Linked DNA regions of Mus musculus: all the other regions are linked to region 7. The links are chromatin contacts, called in public Hi-C and promoter capture Hi-C maps. All regions are on one chromosome and are shown on one strand. Each heading gives the region's core, a stretch centred on a gene start, on an enhancer-like site or on the middle of the called end of the contact. The rest is flanking DNA. Distances are from core to core; before and after follow the strand shown.

The links. Promoter capture Hi-C pulls out the DNA fragments that hold promoters and counts their contacts. Hi-C and Micro-C count contacts between places; a contact is called where the count stands out from the background. Capture Hi-C pulls out chosen DNA fragments and counts their contacts.
Region 1: a promoter capture Hi-C map of liver shows a contact between it and region 7, with 2.8 times the contacts expected there. The contact joins the enhancer-like site here to the promoter of Cog6 in region 7. A contact is called at or near these places in 8 of 39 promoter capture datasets (the 3T3-L1 cell line, 3T3-L1-derived adipocytes, the C10 cell line and 4 more).
Region 2: a contact with region 7 is called in a promoter capture Hi-C map of second pharyngeal arch cranial neural crest. The contact joins the promoter of Trpc4 here to the promoter of Cog6 in region 7. A contact is called at or near these places in 2 of 39 promoter capture datasets (cranial neural crest and second pharyngeal arch cranial neural crest).
Region 3: a contact with region 7 is called in a promoter capture Hi-C map of neutrophils, with 4 times the contacts expected there. The contact joins the enhancer-like site here to the promoter of Cog6 in region 7. A contact is called at or near these places in 14 of 39 promoter capture datasets (the 3T3-L1 cell line, 3T3-L1-derived adipocytes, the C10 cell line and 9 more).
Region 4: a promoter capture Hi-C map of hippocampal neurons shows a contact between it and region 7, with 2.4 times the contacts expected there. The contact joins the enhancer-like site here to the promoter of Cog6 in region 7. A contact is called at or near these places in 2 of 39 promoter capture datasets (hippocampal neurons and pre-B cells) and 1 of 115 datasets of contacts at active chromatin or transcription factors (large pre-B cells).
Region 5: a contact with region 7 is called in a promoter capture Hi-C map of liver, with 5 times the contacts expected there. The contact joins the promoter of Mgst2 here to the promoter of Cog6 in region 7. A contact is called at or near these places in 3 of 39 promoter capture datasets (the C10 cell line, hippocampal neurons and liver), 1 of 484 Hi-C or Micro-C datasets (CD4 T cells), 4 of 115 datasets of contacts at active chromatin or transcription factors (extraembryonic endoderm stem cells, large pre-B cells, memory CD8 T cells and 1 more) and 2 of 9 other capture datasets (adipose tissue and liver).
Region 6: a Hi-C map of muscle stem cells shows a contact between it and region 7, with 3 times the contacts expected there. The contact joins the enhancer-like site here to the promoter of Cog6 in region 7. A contact is called at or near these places in 4 of 39 promoter capture datasets (3T3-L1-derived adipocytes, the C10 cell line, the SN4741 cell line and 1 more) and 2 of 484 Hi-C or Micro-C datasets (CD4 T cells and muscle stem cells).

Annotation. Positions count from the first base shown.
Region 1 is chr3:51,727,261-51,730,743 of GRCm38.p6, reverse strand. The region is part of intron 2 of Maml3 (mastermind like transcriptional coactivator 3); the gene reads left to right. Among named protein-coding and RNA genes, the nearest start is that of Gm46803, 21 kb to the right of the region's middle. Within about 2 kb of position 1,928, at least 69 of the 459 cell types and tissues checked have an H3K27ac peak or open chromatin away from gene starts, as enhancers often do. A contact at or near this core is called in hippocampal neurons and liver, where this site is marked.
Region 2 is chr3:54,154,024-54,157,454 of GRCm38.p6, reverse strand. Trpc4 (transient receptor potential cation channel, subfamily C, member 4) reads right to left here and starts at 1,398. Exons shown (of 11, transcript NM_016984.3): 1 at 1,196-1,398.
Region 3 is chr3:51,515,934-51,519,406 of GRCm38.p6, reverse strand. It overlaps Setd7 (SET domain containing (lysine methyltransferase) 7), which reads left to right. Exons shown (of 8, transcript NM_080793.5): 8 at 1-3,473. Among named protein-coding and RNA genes, the nearest start is that of Gm36008, 6.7 kb to the right of the region's middle. Within about 2 kb of position 1,271, at least 97 of the 459 cell types and tissues checked have an H3K27ac peak or open chromatin away from gene starts, as enhancers often do. A contact at or near this core is called in neutrophils, where this site is marked.
Region 4 is chr3:51,767,901-51,770,911 of GRCm38.p6, reverse strand. All of the region lies in intron 2 of Maml3 (mastermind like transcriptional coactivator 3), which reads left to right. Among named protein-coding and RNA genes, the nearest start is that of Gm46803, 62 kb to the right of the region's middle. Within about 2 kb of position 1,526, at least 25 of the 459 cell types and tissues checked have an H3K27ac peak or open chromatin away from gene starts, as enhancers often do. A contact at or near this core is called in hippocampal neurons, where this site is marked.
Region 5 is chr3:51,659,075-51,662,547 of GRCm38.p6, reverse strand. Mgst2 (microsomal glutathione S-transferase 2) reads right to left here and starts at 1,369. Exons shown (of 5, transcript NM_174995.3): 1 at 1,242-1,369. The coding sequence starts at 1,299.
Region 6 is chr3:51,699,615-51,702,942 of GRCm38.p6, reverse strand. The region is part of intron 2 of Maml3 (mastermind like transcriptional coactivator 3); the gene reads left to right. Among named protein-coding and RNA genes, the nearest start is that of Gm46803, 6.4 kb to the left of the region's middle. Within about 2 kb of position 1,447, at least 210 of the 459 cell types and tissues checked have an H3K27ac peak or open chromatin away from gene starts, as enhancers often do. A contact at or near this core is called in hippocampal neurons and muscle stem cells, where this site is marked.
Region 7 is chr3:53,015,973-53,019,011 of GRCm38.p6, reverse strand. It overlaps Cog6 (component of oligomeric golgi complex 6), which reads left to right and starts at 1,789. Exons shown (of 19, transcript NM_026225.3): 1 at 1,789-1,966. The coding sequence starts at 1,814.

The DNA of each region.
Region 1 (3,483 bases), core at 679-3,178, 1.3 Mb after region 7:
TTCGTTGATTGGAAAGCTTGTAGACTTCTGTGATAGCCAGCATCCTATAGTTATTGCAAATCCCTGAGATAAAAACAGCTTTTTAGTGAAAAGCCTTATTTGGGCTCACAGTTCTGGAGGTGTTGAACTGTTGCTTTGGGATTGGGGAGCAAACATATCTGGGTAGAGTAATTGACCCAGGAAGCTAAAGAAGAGAGGAGAGGGGGGGGGAGAGAGAGAGAGAGAGATCGAGATCTCAACCCCTCTGAGACATGTCTCCAACAACCTACCTTCCTTCCACTTGGCCCTTCTACACCTCCCAATACCAACATAAGCTACCTTTCAACATATGGGCTTTGGGGGGGGGGCAATGAAAAACTTAAATATTGTAACTGTCAAAGGACTTCGAAGTAGAAAAACAACAACCTTTGCCACTTGCTACATTTGTAAAAAGCAAACAAGCAGATTTGTATTGAAGTGGGCTACCCTAAAACATTTTAGAATGCTGGAAATTTAATTATTTCCTTGACCTTTAGTCTGTGTGGCATTTCTTTAAATGCCCCCACAATTTGTACGTTCACACCTAGTCAAGCCAAATTCAGGGTAATTGGTGCCATGTTGTAAAATGTTAAGACTCCAGTCACAGGTTTTTTTGTTTTGTTTTTTATTATTACTATTTTAAAGACTATTTAATGAGGTGGTAGGATAGCTCATCAGGTTACGGCACTGCTTGCTCTTCCAGAGGACCCAGGTTTGATTTCTCCCACCCCCATGGCAACTAACAATTGAGACTCTAGTGCCAAGGCACACAGGCACTGTGTTCACCCTTTGTGTGTACATGCATACAGGCAAACAAAGAGACACACACAAATAAGTAAAATCTCAAAAAAAAAAAAAAAGTAAAGGCTATTTAACAACTATAACCGTGCAGAAAGGGAGCCAGGAAAAGATATCTTTGTGATTCCCCTCATCTCACACATTAAGTAATTTCACTTTCTCATATGCAGTCCCAGAGGGAGGCAGTGTGTATGACTCTGAGCGCATGTGTCACGGGTACTGTCATGGCAACGTTACAGGTTTTTAACCTGGTTTCGGTAGAATCTGTTGCGAGGGAAAGGAACCAGATAAACTAAATGATAATCCCCTTAGTTAAATGGACACCGAGCAGACGCTTTTAGAAAGGCCTGCTTCGGAGAAGGTGGGCCCCTCTCCTCCCAGCCTGCAGGACCAGTCCCAGTGTGAGCAATGGCAACAGCCAGGCCCAGCCCTGCTGTGAGCTTAGGCACGCAGGAGTGTAGCCCAGCAAAGATGGTGAAGAGTCTAGCTGAGGTGAAAAGCAAGCAGTTCCTGCAGCCTCCACACAGAGCCAGTATGCTCGGTGCTCTCTGCTGCCCCCCACCCCACCTTTGACCAAAATAAATAAATAAATAAATAAATAAAGCCCAGTAACTATGGCAACAGCAGCATCCCTCAAACCCAGATGGTGCTTCTGCATGCCCTGGTCCCTCCATCACCACAAGAAAGGTTCAGGGCTACCATGGTGTTCTTTGTCAGCTCTACTATGCACAACAACCAAAATAACAATTGGTTTTGTGTCCCGTGGGACCGAGGGGGGCGGGCAGGGGCATAGAAGCCATAGGGCAACTTCAAGTGTCATTTTTTTCCTCAGGCACAGTCTACCTTGCTTTGTCGTCGTTGTTTGTTTATTTGAGTGAGGGTCTCTCCACTGACCTTGGGCTCACCTCTTAGACTGGGCTGGCTGCCCATCAAACCCTCGGGATCCACCTATCCCTGCCTCCCTGTTGCTGGGATTATAAATGCATACCACTATTCTCGGCTTTTTCAGGTGGCGTCTGGGCGTCGAATGTGGGTCCCCATGCTTTTACAGTAGGTACTATATCCCCAGCCCAAAAGTGACAACCAGGAGAAAAAGAAACAAAGTCTTCGATTGCAGGGTGCAAGTTGCAAAGTTAAGTTGTCCCTGGATCCGCAGATCATCCTGTGGCCTGCTCCGCACGTGTGCACGCACACACACACACACACACACACACACACACACACACACACACCTTTTTCCATGCCGTTGAGCACGCCGTTCATATGCATGGGGTGGGGGGTGGGAGGGTGGGAGGCGCACTTTGCAGCGGAGCATGAGTGAGCAGGGTGTGGGGCTGCTGATAAGGGAAAGCCAGCTAAAGGATGTCTAAAAATAACCAGTTCCTGACCAGGATGGAGCAGGCAGAAGCATCACTCGTCAGCAGGACTGGTGTGAAGTCCTGTGCAGTGCGACCATTTCTGTCTTGTGTTATTAAAAAAAAATAATCTATTGATTACTGGGACTTCGGGCGATTCATTTTACGGAAGCTGCTTGTATTTAGAAAGTGCCCTATCTAGGAAATTACTCCCTAAGCTTTGGCCGGGGTTTCTAGCACCCTTCATGGGACCTCAGGACCCATCCTCCACCCTTCATCTGTCCTTGTTAGGTGAGGGAGGAAAGGCTCCTATTGGCTCAGTATTATTTTAGCAACAGAAGCTTCTCCTGCGACTATTTTTAGCATATCAGGTGTGCTCCGCCTGCCACGAACCTGGTGTATTTGAGTGTTTAATTCAGCGGCCTCTCTCATTTGAAAGGAAGCCTGTTCCAGCCCTCTGCCCACCATCGAGCCACTTTACAGCTGCTCATAAATTTCCAAACATGCAGAGATATCTTTAGCTGTGACTCCAGATACTTCCTGTTGGGCTTCAAGATGCAGCCCTACGGCGTGGGACACTAAATATACCCTCTTGGTCCAGCACCCAGTCACATCAACAGGATTTGGGTTTTGTTTTTGTTTTTAGCTAATGCTGAACAGTTTTTGTTTGTTTGTTTCAGTTAGATGAAGCAATTTTACTTTAGAGATTGAAGTCATTTCCCTTACCCTCAAGTTTTTCACACTTAACCTTCCATTTCCTCTTTAGACCCCAGAACTGACCAAAGGTCTGGTGTGGGCCCAGCGTATTTTAATGCCATATACATTTTAGACTGTACTGTTAAACAGATGGCCCAGCGATTGCCAGCTCTGAACAGCCACCTCATTCATTGCAAGCTGTTCTTTGGCTTTTCTGCATCCTTAGTCACAGGGAGACACCCCAAGATCGTCTTCTAGGACTTGAACTAAAAGAAAAATGTTCAGGCTCTCTCTAGGCCTTATCCTGTGGTAGGAGAAATCTCTCCCAGATTACAGTCATCCCTGATAAAGTCCTTGGATGCTCAGAGAAAGACCTGTCACCCCTGAATTTTCAGAGCAAGGCCAAACTCTCTGGTTTTTTGTTTTGTTTTGTTTTGTTTCTTGGTTTTTTTTTTGTTTTGTTTTGTTTTGTTTTTTTTCAGGACAGGGTTTCTCTGTGTAACCCTGGCTGTCCTGGAACTTACTTTCTAGACCAGGCAGGCCTTGAACCCACAGAGATCCTCCTGCCTCTCCATCCTGAGTGCTGGAATTAAAAGCATACACTACCAGACCAGGC
Region 2 (3,431 bases), core at 149-2,648, 1.1 Mb before region 7:
CGTTACAAATATAACTTTAAATAGCAAATCGTAACACCGTTAACATAACCGCCAACTCCTACTCTCGGTGTCTGAGTCTTTAAAAAAAAATCCTCTGCTAAATCTTTTATTCTTCCTAAAGAATTTTTAAGTACTTTGCATTGTGATGACTACGAGAGAAAAGCCAGCGAGCCTATGAACCTCGGTGGTTTATTTTATCACAGTTTTACAAATCTGTTCGAAGATTTCATTTTAAAGGCACAGTGACAGCGTTTTCTCTCTCTTCCCACTCGTTTGGCTTAGTAGCTTACTCCCTCCGTAAGTAACTTGATAACCTTTTATAGCAGCCAGCGGTATTTAATGATAATGCTCCCCTGGGAAAAACCGCAGTGGGCAGGGATACACCACAGTGGCTGGAGAACACTGGACACATGGTCTTTGGTCCCTCTGCCCAGCTCACCTCCACCCTCATGTCTCTATCTTTCTCTGTCTCTCTCTGGAGTCACAAAAGGCAGTTCGCAGCTGGAAACAACAAGTTGCGCCATGGATTCAAGCTATCTACTCAAGTAGCAAGCAGAGTCACTGGTTCAGCTGGAATCTCAGTTGCCAAGCGAACTAGGAACCCCCAAACCTGGTCCAACCACAAGCTTAAAAGTGCTTTTGCTGCTTGACAGAGGAAAATGACGCAGAGGGGAATGAACCCACTGAACAGCGGTCGCTGTCCTCCCTTCGTGCCCTCAGCTCGTTGGAGAGTCATAGAGCTCACCTTACGTGCCCAAGGACCATGTCATTTCCATCCTCTCCAAACGTCCAAACGCGCACGGGAGGTTGTACACAAGCACCGAGCTCCCCAGCACCGCGGGGATAAGGGCTGATCCTTTGTTTACCATGTAAATCACACCGGGGGTTCGCTCTTCGTCCTCACCCCTGCCTCACAACGCGATACAGAGAGAGCCTGGAAGCACCCCCAAACTCCCCCTTATCCCAGGTCATCCAAAGAAAGCTTCGCGAAAATCTTTCCCCGAACCTTAAAAAAGCAACCTTTTTAAAAAGAAGAAGAACCTTAAAAAGCTGCTGCACCCTGGTGACTCGCGTAAGCCCCCAGGGATACCCGCCTCCTAGCAGGGAGCCTGCTTCCCAGTCGGCTTAGGAAACTTAATCAGTATCCCAGATGTGAGGCCCGCGTCTGGAGCGCGGAGCCTGCACCCTCTCTTACCCGCAAAGTTGCAATCTGGTGGTTGAAGTGACCGAGGTGGGCTCGGCGAGCGCGCAGCACCAGTGCTGTGCCTGGTGCTAGCGCAGCTGGTCAGTTCCGATGGGGTTTCCGTAGTCGCTACCGAGTTTTTTGGAGCATTCCAAGGGGGAAAAAAACCCGCACGAAACCAGAGCCCACGCAGCTGGCACAGAACTGGGCGGAGTGAGGATGCTGGAGAGCCAGAGCAGGGGCGCGGGGGAGGGGCAGCCCAGGAGGGGGCGGGGTGCCCAGGACGACAGCCTCGCCCACCAGGCACTGATGCTCTCCCCACCTATACCCCCGGAAAAGTTGCGTTCCCAAGGTGGCCAAAGAGCAGCCTGGAGGACCGCCCCCACCCATCCTGGGTCTGCCCGAATGGATGCGCATCCCACGCACCTCCCTAGGAGCGGGTATAAAGGACCCACAAACACCTCAACGCGCCACCCGGGAGCATCTCTCCAGGTCAGTCAGCAAGCAGGGTGGCTCGCCATATGTCTGCTTGTCACTCAGCTAAGTGGTGGTCAGGACAGACCCGGAGGTCTTGGGTGTTTGGCATACACAGATCAGGGCTTGGTGTAGCCCAGGAGAAATGCAAAACTTCACTTGTCAACCGAACCCAACCCTGGAAAGCCCTGCTCCAACCATACTAAGCAGCTGGTCAAAGGATTGGAACAAATTGTCTCTCCCCCTACCCAGCCCTGGCAACTCTTGTAGCCGCCCTGGACTCCTGGCACCCCCTTCCCTGTCCTCAAGGTGTCACACTTGCCTTGCTAGTGCAGGGATGTGCTTGCCACTACCATCAACAATCCAGACAGTGGCAATAAATAAATGATAAGCCCCCAGCATCCCATCCACTCCTACCTGGCTCCCTCTAAACAACTGGCAATCAAGATTCCCACGTATTTAATCCCAAATTATGGGCCAGCGTAGGAGCTGGAGGTCCTGGTGGCTGCAGGTGGGCATGTTGGTGAACGACGGTGTCTGCCACCGGACTCAGCATCTCTAACTCTAATCTTGAGCTTCCAGATACAGCTTATCTCTTGGTGTAGTATTCATACACAAAAATAAGATCCAAGTACAGAGGTGGAAAAGTTCATGTAACTTGCCACACCTTTATTGTTCGTGATCTCAAGACCAAGGGACAAACTTAGCAGTGCGTTTGCCAAAAGGCTTCAGCCCCCTCCTACCTTCACTTCTCGGGTTTCTTTTTCAGAGCACAGGCGGTTGTGAGCTCCCCCCATCGCCTGTAAGCATCCCAGCAGCAAGATTTAATAGACTCAGGCTCACTCTGCGTTTCTGAACGTCAGATGAGTGAGGTGGGTTTTTTTTTTTTTCCGTTTCGTTTTTTTGTTTTTGTTTTTTAAGGGTAATTGCAGAGTAAGGAGGCTTTGTTGACTTTGGAGTGTACTCTTTGGAGTGAAGGTTTTGTTTTGTTGTTCTTTTCAAAATGCTGTTTGTAGTTGTCAAGTTTTCTTTCTCCTGAGCTAACTGCTCCTCTCATAGGTCAGCATGACCCCTAGAGTGATTTTGAGAGAGCACAGCCCACAGTCCGTCCCACAAAATACCGAGGCCTTTACAGTACACCAAACAAACCTGTACCAGAAAACTGGATGAGCAACAGAAGAACTCCATCCCTACCCCGAATCCCTCTACAGATCTCCATAAATGTGTGTCAACATCTTTCAAAGGTAGTTTTCTTGTCTTAGCATTAAACACTGGATTTTATAAAATATGCAAAACACATCACTCGGTAGACATGGAGATGAACTTTACAATAAATCTAAACCTACTTTCTACTGAAGAAGAAAAGAAGAAAAACACACATCGACATCTGTTTGGCGTGGTACAACTGAAACTACTTCTTTAAAAAAAAATTTCACAAAACCTGTTTTTCTTAATGATCAGTAAATGTATAAAAACCAAACCTGGAGCAGACATTGGTTGAAGAAGTGTTTCTGCTAAAATACAGGCTGTCATGAGTGTAGGTCCTTAAGACAGGTTTAAGGATGCTTGAAAAGGAACTCAACACTTGAGATCATCCACACAGCTCTCTTAGGGCTCTTACTTCTTCATAGCAGATACCATTTTTTATCATGATATCAGAGACAGATATTTTTTCTAGTCTTCCCTAATTTGTTATTCTTCCCATAAGAAAGGTGGATGTGAGTCCACAATAAAAACAAAATAGAAAAAAAAAAAAAAAAAAAAAGGAAAGCAA
Region 3 (3,473 bases), core at 22-2,521, 1.5 Mb after region 7:
GTAGAAAGACACCATTCAGTAAACTCTGACAGGAGGCTGAGTCTGTGGGTTCAGATTCTGAGAGGAGCTTTTCTGTAAATGTGCCCAAAGAGAGTTGGCTGCTTTGGGGAGAACAATGGCTGAACTTCAGTGACCAGATGAGAAGGAGGACGGAGGACGAGAGAACAGGTTCCACCTCCAATCGCCCAGGCTCACAGGATTTCACACCTGGGGATGGAACCTTAGCCTCAGTTGCTGTAGGGGCTCAACCTCTATCCTAAAGGGCTACTCTAGCAATCTCATCCAAATGGGACTCAAAAACAATTTGGGGGGGCTTAAGGGCCAGCAAAAAACGTTTAGCAGGTAAAGGTGCTGTTGGCAAGCCGATGGCCTGAGTTAAGCCTTAGGACATATATAGTAGGAGAGAAACAACTCCTGAAGGCTAGCCTCTGACCACACCCAGCATGGCACGCACCCGCCCCTCCACACACACACACACACACACACATGTGGCTGGGAAACCGATCTACTTTTCCCATCCCACAGTGGAGGAAGACACACTGGACTTCAAACCCAGCAGCAATGTGTCGGTGACCCTTAGACACAGGAAGCAGACCCTCAGAGCCGAGCCTCCCTGTCTCCCCTCGCCCTGGGTTCCTGGTGCCTTTCAGCTCCTTTTCTTCTGCTGTGTGAGAAGCCTGGGTGTGTGTGTGCAGAATGGCAGCCCAGCCGATTGCTCCACCTCTTTCCTTATGTCTTAAGTTCCTCTTCTCTCTTGCTGGACTCTGTGCCTTTCCCTGACTGTGACCCATTCCAGTCACTGCCCCTGCCTCCGCCTTCTCTATCCCTCTCCCTCCCTCTTCCTTTCCCTCCCTCTTCCTTTTACTCCCTCTTCCTCCCTCTTCTTCTCCCTCTCCCTCCCCTCCCCCTTCCCTTGCTTTCCCTTCCCCCTCCCTCCCCTTCCCCCTCCCCTTCTCTCTTCCTCTCTCCAAGTTACCAAGCATAGGTAACTTGCTTAGTCATAGGTTGCAACTGTTAAAGAGGCCAGAACCTCACTGTGGAGAAGAGAAGCAGACAGCATAGGCGCTGCATAGAGAATTAGCTGCTGAGGGAGGTTGGGGTTTGCTCCTTGCTTGAACCAAAACAGAAAAGCCTCCGAATGTGCCTTCTACTGTAGAAGGACATAGGAAGCGGGCAAGTCTGGTCTTCTCTCAGGATCATAATCACAAACAGCCATGATTGAGATTCTGTGTGGTAGAGAAGAAAAAGAACTGTGCGCTGTCTTCCTGACAGCTGGCGCTTGTGGGCTTACCTGCCTGACGTCAGCACGGGTCTCGAGAGGCCTCATTCAGAGCTGTCTCAGTCCAACCCTGCATGACTTGACCCATCTTTAGCATCTTTCCTATGCTGAACTATTATTGCCTTGTGTTAGAGTTAGGAGTTAGGACTAGGAACTAATCCATGGAGCACGTCCCCCCTAACTGGGGCATACGCTGGAACTAACAGAAGCAAAAGAAAGAACTGAAATTAGGACACAAAAGAATGATAAGGTTACAGAGTAACAGGCGGAAGACTTGAGTTTCTTAGTACAGATTCTTATTTTAATCCTCTCAATCCCTGACCTCTCCAGCAACTAAAAAGGAAACCTTTTTTTTTTTTTTGTCAAGGCCTCTTTGAACCTGACTGGGACTAGAGTTCAGCCTCATTCCCCTTTGGGGTTCATCAGTCTTGAAAAACTGTTTCCTTATCACCAACCCTCACACACACACACACACCCACACACCAACAAGGCCATGTAATCATTTACAACATTTAATTGTGACAATTAAAGTTGCGTTGAGCAGCAAATACAGCTCAAAGTCCAACATCTGCCTAGCAGCTAGAGGCCCTGGCTTACGTCCCTAGTACTGGGAGTGGAAGGGTCAATTGTGAACACTGAAATAAAAGGTTGTCTTCGTGAGACAGTATGTGACACTTTTATTAATTTTACTTAATTGGTTTAAGAAAAAAAATCTAAATTTCTCACTGCAAAAATGCACTTCTACATTTTCCAAGAAGGTCAAGAGTTCTAGGCTTTGGTTATTCTCAAACAGCCACCTCAAATTCTGTCTTCAAAGTAGAGATTTAGAATCCAGACATCTTTTATTTTAGACAAACAAGCAAAACTATGTTGCAAGATGGAGAGTCGCAATGTTTCTTTGCTGCAGATCAAAGGTTCACAAATATCTTCAATTTCCAGGTACAGGGAGGTACCTTGATAGATTCCCGCCCTGAGGCTTGCATTGCTGCAGCGGGGCAGCGGGGCTTGGATTGCTTTCCCTTCTAAAATTTTAAGCTTTGGTGTCAGTGTTTTTTGGGTTTTAGTTTTGGAGGGTTGTTTTTGGTTTTGGTTTGGTTTTGCCGGGGTTGGGGAGGGGAGGGGAGGGGTGGTGATTTTTGTTTTCAAAAAGACTCAATTTTGTAAGTTTTATTTTGCCAAACATGTGCATACATATTCAAAGCAATGAAACTATTTCAAGCCATAAAGCCGCAGGGGTGGAGCCCTTTCCACAAATTTTAATGTGTTTGTATGTAAATAGCTGTTTGTATGAAATATTTTCATGGTAGAATGAATATATTTAAATGAAGTTGAATTATTCCAGTGCTATTTAAACACAGGACAAAAATTTTTGGTGAGAATTATCTGAGTCTATTGAGATATAATGCAGATCAATTTTCATTTTTAGAAATCAAAAAGCCTACAAACCGCTCTGACTGATGACCACCTCCTGGTGGGGTGGCGTCCGATGTGAGGTAGGCTTCCCCAGTGCCTCAGCCGCTTTCTGGTGGTAAGTTCGGTGCTAAAGGAGACGTGTTTACCTTTTAGTGATTCCCGCAGGCCTCTGAGGGGCCTGAGAGCGAATCGAGGCGTTAGAGACACCGGTGCAGTTATACGAGCACAATTATTTTTGCAGGGCAGCAGAATCAGAAGCCAGACTTGTAAACCTCGGAGCTGGGTTTCCCGGCTACCTTCACTCGCCACCCCTAACTGCCTAGTCACGATGTCAGGGAAGCTACCCTCAGTGGAGTTGGGGTCTGGACCCCGGGGTGGGACTTCACAGAGTTACCAATGCTTTTTGCCTTCTGACCTCCCTCTCCTCGAGGGAGGAGGCGAGCAGCCGCTGGCAGGGGCCATCCTCAGCACAGTCCTTATCCAGTCTCAGCTCTGGAAGACTATGCATCTAAGCACCCGACTTCAGCCAGAGAGGGAGACTTCCGTGGATAATGGAAACCCTTGATTCCTGTCTGTGATTTTACACGCAGTTGTTAAATGTCATTTTAATATGAAGACCATTCATGTACCTAATACCTTCCAACTCTTGAGTTACTGGAAAGAAAAACAAAACAAACAAACAAAAAATCCTTTACAAAATGATATTTCACTTGAGTGCGTTCCCCAACCCACCTTTGGCCCTGGGTTATAACAAAACAATAATCTGACAAATTTCACTGTG
Region 4 (3,011 bases), core at 277-2,776, 1.2 Mb after region 7:
GGTGATGTGACCGTAGTCCCAGAACTCACGTGAAGATGGAAAGAGCCTTCTCCACAGAATTGGTCTCTTCCCTCTTCACACACACACGAGAGACAGAGACAGAGACAGAGACAGAGACAGAGAGAGAGAGGTCTGGAGATAGAACCCCGTGTCGAGAGAACTCATAGAGAAAAGCATTTATTTGAGGCTTATGGTTCCATAGTGTTAGAGTCCATGACTGTCAAGGTTGGGGAGAATGGCAGGAGGTAGGATGTCATGGCACTGGGCCAGTAGCAGAGAGCTCTCATCTTGAGATACCACCACAAAGCAGAGAGAGCTAACTGGGAATGGTGTGGGCTTTTTGAATCCTCAAAGCTCACCCCCAGGGATGTCTCCTCCTACAAAGCCACACCTCCTAAGCTCCTTCCTTAAACGTGTGCCTTTTCCATGACTGCTCTGATAGGAAACACCTGGAATCTTAGGCATGACCAAACCGGTGAGCCTGTGTGGACACACACTCTCTCTGTTTCAGATGCCTTCAGTTTGGTTTCTCTTGGTTGCTAATTCAAATCTGAAGTCTGGTCCAGGTTTTACCATCTTCCCTGGGGAGCATATGTTGAGATTTTTCATTGAGTGGTATTTTAGTTACTTTTCCATTGCTGTGATAAAACACCGTGTCGAGAGAACTCATAGAGAAAAGCATTTATTTGAGGCTTATGGTTCCATAGTGTTAGAGTCCATGACTGTCAAGGTTGGGGAGAATGGCAGGAGGTAGGATGTCATGGCACTGGGCCAGTAGCAGAGAGCTCTCATCTTGAGATACCACCACAAAGCAGAGAGAGCTAACTGGGAATGGTGTGGGCTTTTTGAATCCTCAAAGCTCACCCCCAGGGATGTCTCCTCCTACAAAGCCACACCTCCTAATTATTCCCCAAAAGTTCCACCAGCTGGGACCAAGTATTCAAATACTTACAACTATGGAAGCCATTATTGTTCAAACCACCACCGGAGACAAAAGTTCACTGTCTCTGAGCCTGTGTTTTCCGATCCGCTCTCCCCTCCTTCTGCCTTTGGGTTTCATTGGGAATCAAATTGAATATTCAGAAAACATGCCAAAAAAATGGTGCCTAATTAAACTCAAACAAGTCATTTTTCTTGGTATGTGTGTAAGTGTAGCATATAAGCTGATCTGAAGTTCAAGTATGACTGAGTATCTTCCATGTCATTTGGTAGTGCTCCTTAGCAGTCATTACCACTTAAGGAAGACTCTTGAGATGATGAGACCCTGTGACACCACACTGGCCTATCTGCCAATGGATCCAGACATCTGCAGCCCCAACACTAGATCTGGTCCGAGCACCTGCCCCACCTGGATGCATCTTGTTACAGGCATCATAATGTCATTCCATGTTTTCTTTCTGCCTGGACTTCCTCCAGCTTTGCAAATAGGGGCCAAAAAATATTGCAGACACTAAAGCAGTCCACCAGCCTGCCTGTACTCACCAGGACAGTGCTTGCAAAACAAGCGAGATTGGTGCTGTTTACAGCTTAGCGCTCCAAGCTTCTGACTCATTTGAGGCAAACGGCTATTTATAAACCAGTCTTCCATATTGGAGTCATTATCTCCCATTCCTTTCAAAAATTAAAGGTGGAGCAGCAAGCTTTCAGCTACAAGTGAACCAGAGGCCTTTCTGACTCCGTTTTGCCTCTTGGACATCATCTTCCGGGGATGAGGGCCTCTTGTCTTATTTGGCCTTCTAATCGATGTGGCAAGATACCAGAGATGAGCGACTCATAGTTAGGAAAGGTTTATTCTGAATTCAAGGTTTAGTCCATGGTTACTTGGTCCTGCTGCTTTTTGCCTGTGGCAAAGCCACACATCAGGTGGAGAGTGTACAACCCAAGACCTCAGTCTGCTACTACTGAAAGTCAGGAAGTAAAAAAAAAAAAAAAAGGAGACAGGACAGGAGAAAGGAGGGACTAGAGTCCTGAGCCCTTCATGGGCATGCCACCAACAACTTATCTGCTTTCCACTGGGCTCCACCTCTTAAAGGTTCCATTACACCCCAGTAAAACCACAGGTGAGCAACCGAAGTGGTGAGGACTTTAGCTTTTTTGGTATTTAGGATCCAAACCATAATTCTCTTACATTGTTAAGTCCTGAGTGGCACCTAAAAACGTTCATTCTCATTCTCTCTCTCTCTCTCCCTCTCTCTCTCTCTCTCTGGTTCTGTTTATTTTTCCACAGGTGGGGGTGGAGAGCATGCGCCGTGGCACAGCATAAGAGTCAGAGGCGAGCTCTCAGGAGTCGCTTCTCCCCTTCTACTACTGTGTGTACCCTGGAGGTTTGAACTCAGGTTGTCAGGCTTGGTAGCAAGTTCCTTTACCTTCTGAGCCCCTTCACGAGCCCTTGCTCTGTTTTACAAACCTCTCTGCTCTGTTAAAAATGAACATAACGATGTCCTGGGGATTTAACCCAGGGCTTCACACCTGCTAGGCAAGTAGGCACTCAGGCACTGGGCCACGGCCACAGCCTTGTGAAACTTTTAAAACAGAAAATATATCATTTCTAGTTTCACCTTTCATTGTCGAGTCATTTCCTAAGTACACAGGCGTCTGTGATAATCCATCCACAGAGGTTTACAGAGGGCAAAAGCAATGGCTTTAGAATACAATTCACAATTGCTGAGACCGCACAGGGGTTCCGGCTCCACTTTGCCTTCTTAAAAAGGCAATCACTGAGAAATCTGCACTAAGAAACAGTCGTTCTTCATGTCTGAGCCACTCTGACGTCACTGAACACACTGGCAACATTCACTGTTGGAGACACATAAAGCGTCCTTTTAAAATTAGCTAGAGAGTATGGACTATTAAGGTCTGACAGAAAAATAATCAGGCTCTGCTGTTTACCACAATGAAAATGGTCTGGGTCCCGGATTTGGTACGGGGTTGCTTTTGAATGATAGAATAACTATAATCCTGGGTAGTCCCGCTTCGTTTCTTGTAAAGACGTGTACTCTTCATCCTGATGT
Region 5 (3,473 bases), core at 120-2,619, 1.4 Mb after region 7:
GCTAAACAGTATCTCTCTGTCTCTTTGTCTCCGTGTCTCTCTCTCTCTCTCTCTCTCTCTCTCCCTCTCTCTCTCTGCGATCCACCCCCAACAATTAAACTTTTTTTTTCTGCCACAAACATCATTTTTCTGGTCTCTTCTCTTCCTGTTCTCGTCTTCCATCACCATCGAACTGCCTCATGCCTGGTCCCAGCACACAGTGTCCTCAGCATGAGTCAACACACAAAAGGCTCTCTGTGGGGATAGAGTCTCTGTGGGAAGGGACATGTAGCCCTTGTCCCTGTTGCCCCCCCTTGTAACTGCAAGACCAAGGTACACTGTTTGCTTAGACCCAAATTCTCCAGGGGTTGGTAGCAAATTCCTGCTCTAGTCCACAAAAGCACAGTTTCCCTTATCCACAAAGCAGACTGGCTAGGCTAGCCACTGCGCGAGTGCGGAGACCCTGCTCTCCCACTAAACAGAGCAGTCATTTCCTCCCGGCGGTGTGCAGCCTGCACTATCCCCAGCTCTCAACCCAGGTATCTGGAAGATGCACCCCAGAAAGAATAAACAGGCATTCTTGGTAAGCAACTGTTCACTAAGCATGGAAGGAAGGTAGCATGAGTTGAGGAACTTCGCTCCTGGGCAGACAGAGTCTCCATTTATCCAGGCCGAGGTGGATGTGAAGTCATCCTAGTGGAGATATCTTGTAATATTTAGAATTCATTATGTAATCTAAACTGCATATTTCTGCAGAACTTTACCCTGGTGATCAAATCTGCCATGGGCAATTTTTCTTAAAGACAAAACAAAACGAAACAAAAATGCTTTAAATGTTTACAACCAACTTTAGAGACAGGAATAGTTTCCTGGTGAACATGCCTAACGGCTGTCTGTGCTCTCCATTTTTATGTGCTCACGGCCCTGCCTGAGACTCCTGGGGCTCCCGGCACTGAGATATGAACTGTCACCATAAATGATAGAGTCACTGGGCTCAGAGGCCCACAACATCCCAGAGAGAACATCCTCAAATTCTACCCATCTCGGGGAAGGAGTGGGCAAGCCACTCTGAGCAACTGTCTGCTGGGCACCCAGAACTACCAACAAAATGCAGGCATGAAACCTAAACACTGAAGCAATCTCTCTCTCTCTCTCTCTCTCTCTCTCTCTCTCTCTCTCTCTCTCTCACACACACACACACACACACACACACGTGTGCACACACATACACCCGTGCACACACACAGCTCCAGTGTTCTTACTTTGCTGACAGGCAGAGAGAAGAGAGACTGCAGCCAGCAGGCTTGAATCCCCGGCCATCTTTCTTTCACTCTCTGATCTCTTTCACAGAACTGTTTGTAGGAAGTCAGATGAAGAGCATAGGTGCTTTAGGACCCTGAGGGGCTGGTCTTCTCCTTTATAAAGGCAACAGAGTTGAGTCAACAGGATTGGGAAAGAAAAAAAAAGCAGGATTCAAGGTTGAGTAACAACCTTTGCACTGGAAGAGAAAACCACAGAAGCAGGCAAGGCTGGGCTGCTGGCACAGAACCATATCTGTTTCTTTCTGAACACACCCCAGACACACACCCTACACAGACACACACCCTACACAGACACACACCTTACACACACTTCCTACACAGACTCACACCCTACACAGACACACACCCTACACAGACATACAGATACACAAACACACCAGCTCGCCCTGCGGTGAGCCTTCCAGCCTCAGAGCCTGGGCTACTCTATTTTCTCTGCCTCTTCACCAGCTCTTTGGCCCTTCACTCTGCCCAAAACCTTTCTGAGATCTCTCTAATTCCTAGTGTGAAGTTCTTATGCTAATTTCATATCTATGCTAAGATGACTTGATTCACCTAGTAAATTGAAGATCTAGGATTAAGTGTTCTTGTGTACACACACACACACACACACACACACACACACACACACAAAGACTCCAGATTGACCCTCTTGAGCTGCCTACTGAGTTACTGTCTTTTTTTTTTTTTACCAAATACACACACACACCCCGATCTCTCCCAATTCCTCAACTCCAGCTCCTAAGAGACAAATTAAAAATAAATAAAAGCCTGAAGCCTACGCACCTGCTCTGCCTTATTAGTCATTTTTTGACGCTCTCTTTCACTGGGGACGTGGGGCCTCTGGTCCTCGAGCATCTGTAGTTCCTGCTCTAGGGTCCTGAGGTGTTTAACCACATCTACAGGGTGGAGCAAAGTTCAATGCAAAGGGTCTGAGAGACACCATCTGCCCTGGGGGGCTGGGCCCGAGCCTGGTGATGATGCATAGCTGTCTGGGTGGAGAAGATCATGTTTGCCCAGGAGGCCATGCCTGTCCATGCTAGATTCCTCAGGTGGCTTAAAGATGCCCTTGACCTTGTACCAACAGGGTACTAAGGCTCCCCAGTGTCAATCTTGTCATGCCCCTGTCCCCAACTCACCAGAAACCTTTTGCATCTCTTTTGAGGCAGATTAATCCTGCCATAAATAGGTACTACCTCTAGAAAGGTAGAAGATCACAGCTGGTTGTCTCCTCAGGGCTTCACTCAGGGACATTACTGACCTTCTGCAGAGACAAAATTTGTATGTGATCCTACCATGAGAATATTGCTGTGGAAGCAACAAAAGCCTACAAAACTAGGCTTTGTTTTATTTTTTAAATATATATTGTTGTATGTATATTATCTGAACCAACAGATATAACAGTGAGGCACTGAGTGGAAGGACCAGGGATAAGAAAGACCAAAGCTGGGCCAGGGAGGTCTGTACCGGCTGGTCACTTATGCCAAGCCAGTTTATTAAGAATCATGGCATGATAAAAGCCTGTCTTCAGGGAGAGTAATGGCCAAGGCCAGCAGAGAGCTAAGTCAGACAATGTCAGCAAAGAGAACACAGACTACCTCAGACACGGTTGTTTTAGGACTGCTAACCATAGCCCAGAGTGGAGTCAGGTCCCAGAAGCCACCACCTTGACTCCTTCAGAGCACTGGCTCCGGGATGAGGCAGGCTTTGCCATTCTGAACAAGGACACAGAACTAATGTTCCTTTCGTCCTTTTCATCCGGACCTTGAAGTCTTGGATTAGTCTACTTTGTGTGTGTGTGTATTTGCACACATGCATGTGTGTGGTATGTGTACACATATATGTGTGTACAGGTATGTGTGTGTACAGGTATATGTGTGTACAGGTATGTGTGGACAAGTGTGTGTACAGGCATGTATGTATATACATATGTGTATATGTATGTGCATATATGTGTGTGTGCAGGTATGTGTGTGTACATGTATGTGAATATATACAGGTATGGGTGTGGTGTGTATACATGTATATGTATGTACAAGTATGTGTGTGTGCAGGTATGTGTGTATATAAGTATGTATGTGTATACAGGTGTGTGTATAGGTATATGTGTGTTTTGGTTATATATTACAGGTATGTGTGTGTACAGGTGTGTGTGCAGGTATGTGTGTGTTCAGG
Region 6 (3,328 bases), core at 198-2,697, 1.3 Mb after region 7:
ACCAGGCTCGAAGCCGCTGGATGGACTCATGGCCATGGCTGTACACAGATTGCTCTTATGGAATGAGGAGGCAGTTTTCACATCTTCTTAGCCTTTTTCATCTTCCAAAGTGTCCATTGTCACTGACCACTTTTTAAACAGGATTTTCAAGGGACTCTGGATGGAGACAAGATGGCCTGCCCCGTGCCTCTGGGAGTCACAGCAGGGGTCCTTTGGTGATGGATTCACCCTGCCTGCTGCTCAAATGTAAAACTTGCCTTTGTAGACAGCCTCTAGCCTTCTACTGTATATGAAGTCTTTTGATACTTACAATTTAGTCAAAAATTCATTTGGCCTGAGACTGCTTGGATTTTTTTTCCCTATTACTTGACCCAGTTTTGTGTGTGTGTGTGTGTGTGTGTGTGTGTGTGTGAGAGAGAGAGAGAGAGAGAGAGAGAGAGAGAGAGAGAGAGAGATTTGTTTTCTAGGTAGCCTTTCTGTTTGCTTATTGATTTACTCCAACTCTTTCTTACCCACAACAGCCCTATCTATATACATGCCCTTTCCTCTGTGGTCTCCAGGCTTCAGGAACACGCGCAGTAGTGGCACTGGGCAATATGCCCACCCCCAGAGCGTCAGACTGAGTTTCTCAGGGGCCCCAGGGCACCCACCCTGCTCCTGAGCTCCTGGTCTTTGTTAGGATCTCCAAGCAGTGAGGCGCTCTCTGGTTAGCCTGGAGCTCCCGGCCCCACTCCTGCGCGCTTTGCCCGAGCCCCCTGAGGACTTGTAAGCAGATAGGCTGGAGTTGAAGAGGCTAAATTACGCCTCAGGGGACTTTTTAACGAAAACCCTAAATTTCATTTGGGCGACTGGTAGGCCACGCGGTTGTAGAGTGAGCGGAGGTCCCTTCTCCCTGCACAGGCTTTGTGCCTCTCTGGCTCCCTCCAACAGCGAGGTGCCCCCCTGGATCTGGCTGCCACTGCCCCCCTTCATCTCCTCCTGCTCCCCATCCTTCGGTTTTCTTCCATATCCTCTTCCTGCCCCCCCCACCCGCACCCCTCACCCCACCCTGCCAAGTCCCTCTTCCCTCTGGCTGGAGAAAAGTCGGTAATAAGAAACCAGTTTGGTGTCAGAGAGTGGGGAAGGGAGAGACCTCCACCCCTTAAGATGCACCGCCATGGTGAGAGAACTCATTTTGTGCAAAGAGGGCCTCGAGCCACCAGGGAATTCCTGGATTGTCTCAGGCTGTCGTGTGTGATGTCCATCACGCCGTGCGAACACCATCTGCTCCGTATTATGCTCGCAGTTGCCAGGCTACCTGCTGTACGCAGGAACACTTGACTGCCTGGCTCCACGTCCGCAGCGGCGGCCCGGGCGGGGCGGGGGACCCAGCCCTGATTAAGCCATCTGCGTTGGTGGGGGGACGGAGGGTGGGGGGAACTCAGCGCGAGGCCTGGAGTGCGGTCCCGGGCTCACACCACCCTCTGCTGGGCTACCGGCAGAACGACAGCTGCTCAAGAGGGTCCCTTCGGGGCCACCTAGAAAAGGATGAAGCTCAGGGTCTGCTGGATCCAAGTACATAGGATGTCGTATCCTGTCCCTCCCAGGAACCAATGATCTTTCATACCCGCCGCATCTCTGGCCCCTATCACCCACATGCTGCATGTTCCTGGGGGTAAAAAAAAAAATCCCTTCAGAGAAAGCCAGTTTCCCCACAAGTGGGTTTATAAATAAACAGCTGGCTGTTCTCGGAAGATATTTTTATCGCCTCTGATTTTTGAAGTCGGAAACTGCCTCTTTGGGGGAGGCTAGAGTGTTGTTTACACCCGCCTACCTTGCTCTAGCCGTTGGAAAATTGTTAAGCTCTCGTCCCTGGAGCGGAAGGTGAATGTGCAAGACAGGTTCTTTGGTTTTGATCTCTCTCTCTCTCTCTCTCTCTCTCTCTCGCTCGCTCGCTCCCTTCCCTTATTTTACTGAAAAGTGAGAGTGTTTGGAGAGCCTGGAAGATCTGCGTGGCAAATTGGATTCAAGGAGAGGAGAATGTATTAAGATTCTGGGTGGAAAGCAAGGGGAGGTCGCTGGGCTGGGAGTGGAGAACAAACCAGTAATTAAAACTAAAAATACTGCATCATTTGGCTCCAAGGCATTACATGTCGCATGACGAAAGCTCACTCTGGCTTTCTCTAATTGCACAACCCAGTGTGTGTCCTCCACAGAAACACGAGCAGGGACTTGGAATCCTAGAGTTTGACAGACTATTTCTCATTAAGCCCTCTTAGATTCGAGGTTAAAAGAGCCCTGCGACATAAACAGCTGCCCGCACCAGCTTCGTTTGTAAAGCCAGTCATGGTGGGCTTTCACACTTTGGCACACACCTGTGCACTTGCTGGGGAGCCCCTAAAGATGCTGTGTTTGACAGGCAACACTGCAGCCATTTTGGGTCATGTAGTCAGCATTGAGAACCTTAACTTTGGGGACAGGACCATTTGGGGAATGAAAACCCCAGAGGTAATGGCTTGACTGTGTCCACAGGGACAAAATGTGGCTGGGTGTATGAACATCGTCACCTCGATTGCCACTCTTATTTTTCCCAGGGAAGAGAAGGCTATGAACACAGCCCTTCGCTCCTGGCTACATTCCTCCGCTATGCAGAGAGGTCACATGGGGCAATAAAATCTCAAAGTGCATGGAGAGAAACAGGGCCAGAAAGAACAGCTCTTTTCAAAAACAAGCTAAAGAAAATGGTGCCTTTCCTTGGATCTCATTTTCCCTTCAAATCTCTCTTCATCAAAACTGGGAAATATTAAACAGACTGAAATGCATGAGAGAAAAACTATTATCTGTCCTTCTGCTGGCTGGCTAGCTCTAGCATGAAGTGTTAAGTTGACCAGCCATTTGTCTCTCAAGGTGAGAAACAGCTTGATCCTGTAGGAAGGAGGGGCTTAGAAACATGTAGCAAGCAGAACTAGAAGATAAGGGAAGTCTCTTGTGTACCTAGATACCTGCAGCCATAAAGGTCCTTTTTTAACATTAAGAATATTTCATAGCTCTCCACCTGATTTCAGAGGACTCACATAAGTAAAAGCCTTTACTGTGGACTGTGGAGATGGCTCCACAGTTAAGAATGCAAATTCCTCCCTCTCGGACCAGAGTTCTGTTCCCAGCCTCTGTGCCAGGAGGCTCACGACTACTTGGAACTCCAGCTCTTCTAACCTCAGCTGCACATAGGAGTGCGCGCGTGCGTGCACGCGCACACACACACACACACACACACACACACACACACACAAAATTTAGCCAGCACTTACACCAAAAAAAACATGACTCATATTTAGACTACAGGCCATTC
Region 7 (3,039 bases), core at 540-3,039:
CCCCGCCCATGCAAATACTGAACAAAAATGTCAGAATTTTATTTATTTATTTATTTATTTATTTATTTATTTATTTACATATCATGAGGAACTTAGGAGTTATACATTTTTATTGCTATAGACTTTGCATGGGGGAATTAATCAATTATTTTAAAGAAGTGGTAGCAAGAAAGTTGTTATTTGAAGAGAATATAAAAGGCATATAGAAGTTGATAAGGTTTACAAGGTCTGACATCCTTGGAAGAGTGGTGCTGTGGTCTGAATGCTTGTGTTTCCCTAAAATGCAAACACAGAATTCCTGGTCTCTGCTGTTTGGAGGCTGAACCTTGAGCTATGACTAGATGAAGAGGGCGAGTTAGTTATGATCTTATAAGACAGCTCTCAGAGAGCCAGCTCATCCCTCCAATCTATCAGATGAGGTTAGTAGCACAAACATGTCCATCCATGAACACAGAAAGGGACCCCAGCAGAACCCAGGGCCATTGGTGCCTTGACTCTGGACCTCTCATCCTCCAGAACAATCAGAAATAAATTTCTATTGTTTGTAAGCTACCAAGTATAGAGCATTTTGCTGTAGTAGCTGAAAAGGATTAAAGAAGATTGCAGGAATTAGTATATAGAGATTTGAAATTTTGGGTGCCTGTGCCCAGTAACATGTTATGGCGAGAGAGTTGCTACCACAGAGCAACTGCCAATAAATAAGACTAGCTCGATAATGTGAATCTGAACTTGCAGGTGTAATAAAAAAGATCAGTTAACACTATCACAGTATGGCCATTATTGATAATTGTCACCGTGTTTTGTAAATCAAAAAGTGATATCGCAGGCTGAAGAGATGGCTCTGTGGTTAAGAGCACAGCTGCTCTTGTGTAAGACCTAGGTTCAGTTCTTAGGACCCCGGATTGGAACCATCATAACCCCAGCTCTAGGGGGACATGACGCCCTTTCTGGCCTCCACTGGGACTGCATGTATACAGTGCACATCCATGCATGCATGCATACACACATACACACATGCATACAGGAGAAACACTTTCTTGCCCACTGCTTTCCAGCTACACTGCCTTTGGTCAGTTTGTGAGAATGCAAAGTTCCTTGTTTCTGGGCCTTTACATGTAGGCTTTCTCCTATTTGGAGATTTCTCACAGCTCTAGGTCTCTTTTAAATCTGAAATTAAAGGCCAGGTCCTTCCAAGCCTTCTTGAGTAACCACTTTGGCCTGCATTTCATTTCTTTCCTCTGTCTCTTCATTGCCTTCTGTTTACTGTCTTGTTTATTATTTATGTCAGTGCACACCAGCAGCCCTGGCAAATACTCTAGCTTCGATTGATGCTTTTCAGAATGATGAATTCAGATAAACGAAATTTAATTGCAATCAGTTCTGTTGATCATGCATGCATGCCAGCTACTGGTTTCGGCATATTTTACATATACTTTACATTATTACTTTACATATTTTACATTATTACTTTGGCTTTTTTTTTCAAGATTCAGATTCCTGAAGTCTCTTTTACAACCTCCAACCTCTTTTTTTTGTTGTTGTTGTTGTTGGGTTTTTTTTGTTTGTTTGTTTTTTTTTTTTTTTTTTTTTTAGTTTTTCGAGACAGGGGTTTCTCTGTATAGCCCTGGCTGTCCTGGAACTCACTTTGTAGACAACCTCCAATCTCTTCTGAGCGTGTCCTCGCCTCCCAGGATTTTAAAGTAAACCGGGCAGGTAGAGCGTCTCGGATCGCGGTGCGCATGCGCGGCCAGGTGTGCGCATGCGCGAGTGAGTGCACAAGCGCAGTGCTTCCGTTACGCCGGGTCTGTCAGCGATGGCTGACGCCAGCGGGGAGGTGGCTGCGGTCCCCGCCTCCGGGGCCGCCAATGGCTTCAGTAATGGGGCAGGTGCGACCCCCGCGCAGCCCAACAATCCGCTGTCGCGTAAGCTGCACAAGATCCTGGAGACACGGCTAGAAAATGACAAGGTAACCGGAGGGGGCGGGGCGGACCCCTGGTCTCGGGCAGAAGCTGCTGCTGTCCTAGGCGTAGGGAAGCGCTTTTTGGGGTAGCTGTGCCCTGCCCTTGCGCTCTTGCTGTGTCCTTTACTTGAACTCCTTCCCGCACGCCCTCCCCTTAACCGTCTAGAGCAGTACTTCGCGGCTCTTATCAGAGCTGGCTGTCTCCCCTGCAGCTTTGAGTAGCCAGGTATAGCCGTGCCTACGTGGCACAAAAGAATACAGTAAGGTGGGAGCCGTAAAGACGTGGGTAAAGATAGAAGTAAGTAAAAATAAGCTGTCAACAAGAATTTGACTCCTGTGTGTCAAAAACAGAACATTAACATGCTGAGTTATAAATAAAGCCCTGGGCTAGATAGGGTTGTGACATGCTACCAAAAGCCATACTGAGTAGGACAGCTTGGGATGACAAGCCCAGTGTTAGCATCAAGAAGAAACTACAAAGCGCTTCTCAAAGCGGACCTTAGGTCCACAAAACAGCGAGAAAAAACAAAACAAAACAAAAACGTCATGGTCGCTGATTTGAGAAATTTGCTGCGGGTCTGATGAATAAAACTTTCTGAATCCCTGTGAACCACAGTACTTCAAACCCTGCTGCAAGGACTGGTCAACATAGTAGACCCGTTTCTCCAGCACTCCCAACTGCCAGGCACACAAGCCACTCTTTGCAATTTGAGTGAATCGAGCTATAAAGTTTTGCCTGCATTTATCTGACTTTGGCTCTCACTTCTTCAAGCATCTTGACAACTTTGTGCAGGAAAAAACACGTTCACAAACAACTGGAAGCTCCCTAAGAGTTCACAGAATCCAGAACTCATTGGCAAAAATGTGTCCATTGTAAAGGTTTCTGTTTTAATTAATAAAGGTGTTTGAGCTATTGATTTATAATTGGCATACTAAAATCAGTTTCTTTTGCACCAAACCAGTATAAATGTACATATTTTTATCTCATGATACTTGGTGCTATAACTTTCTACACTTTGACAATTCACTTACAGTCTCTCAGAACATATACTACATAAAGAATTGCCTTCTCAGAAATG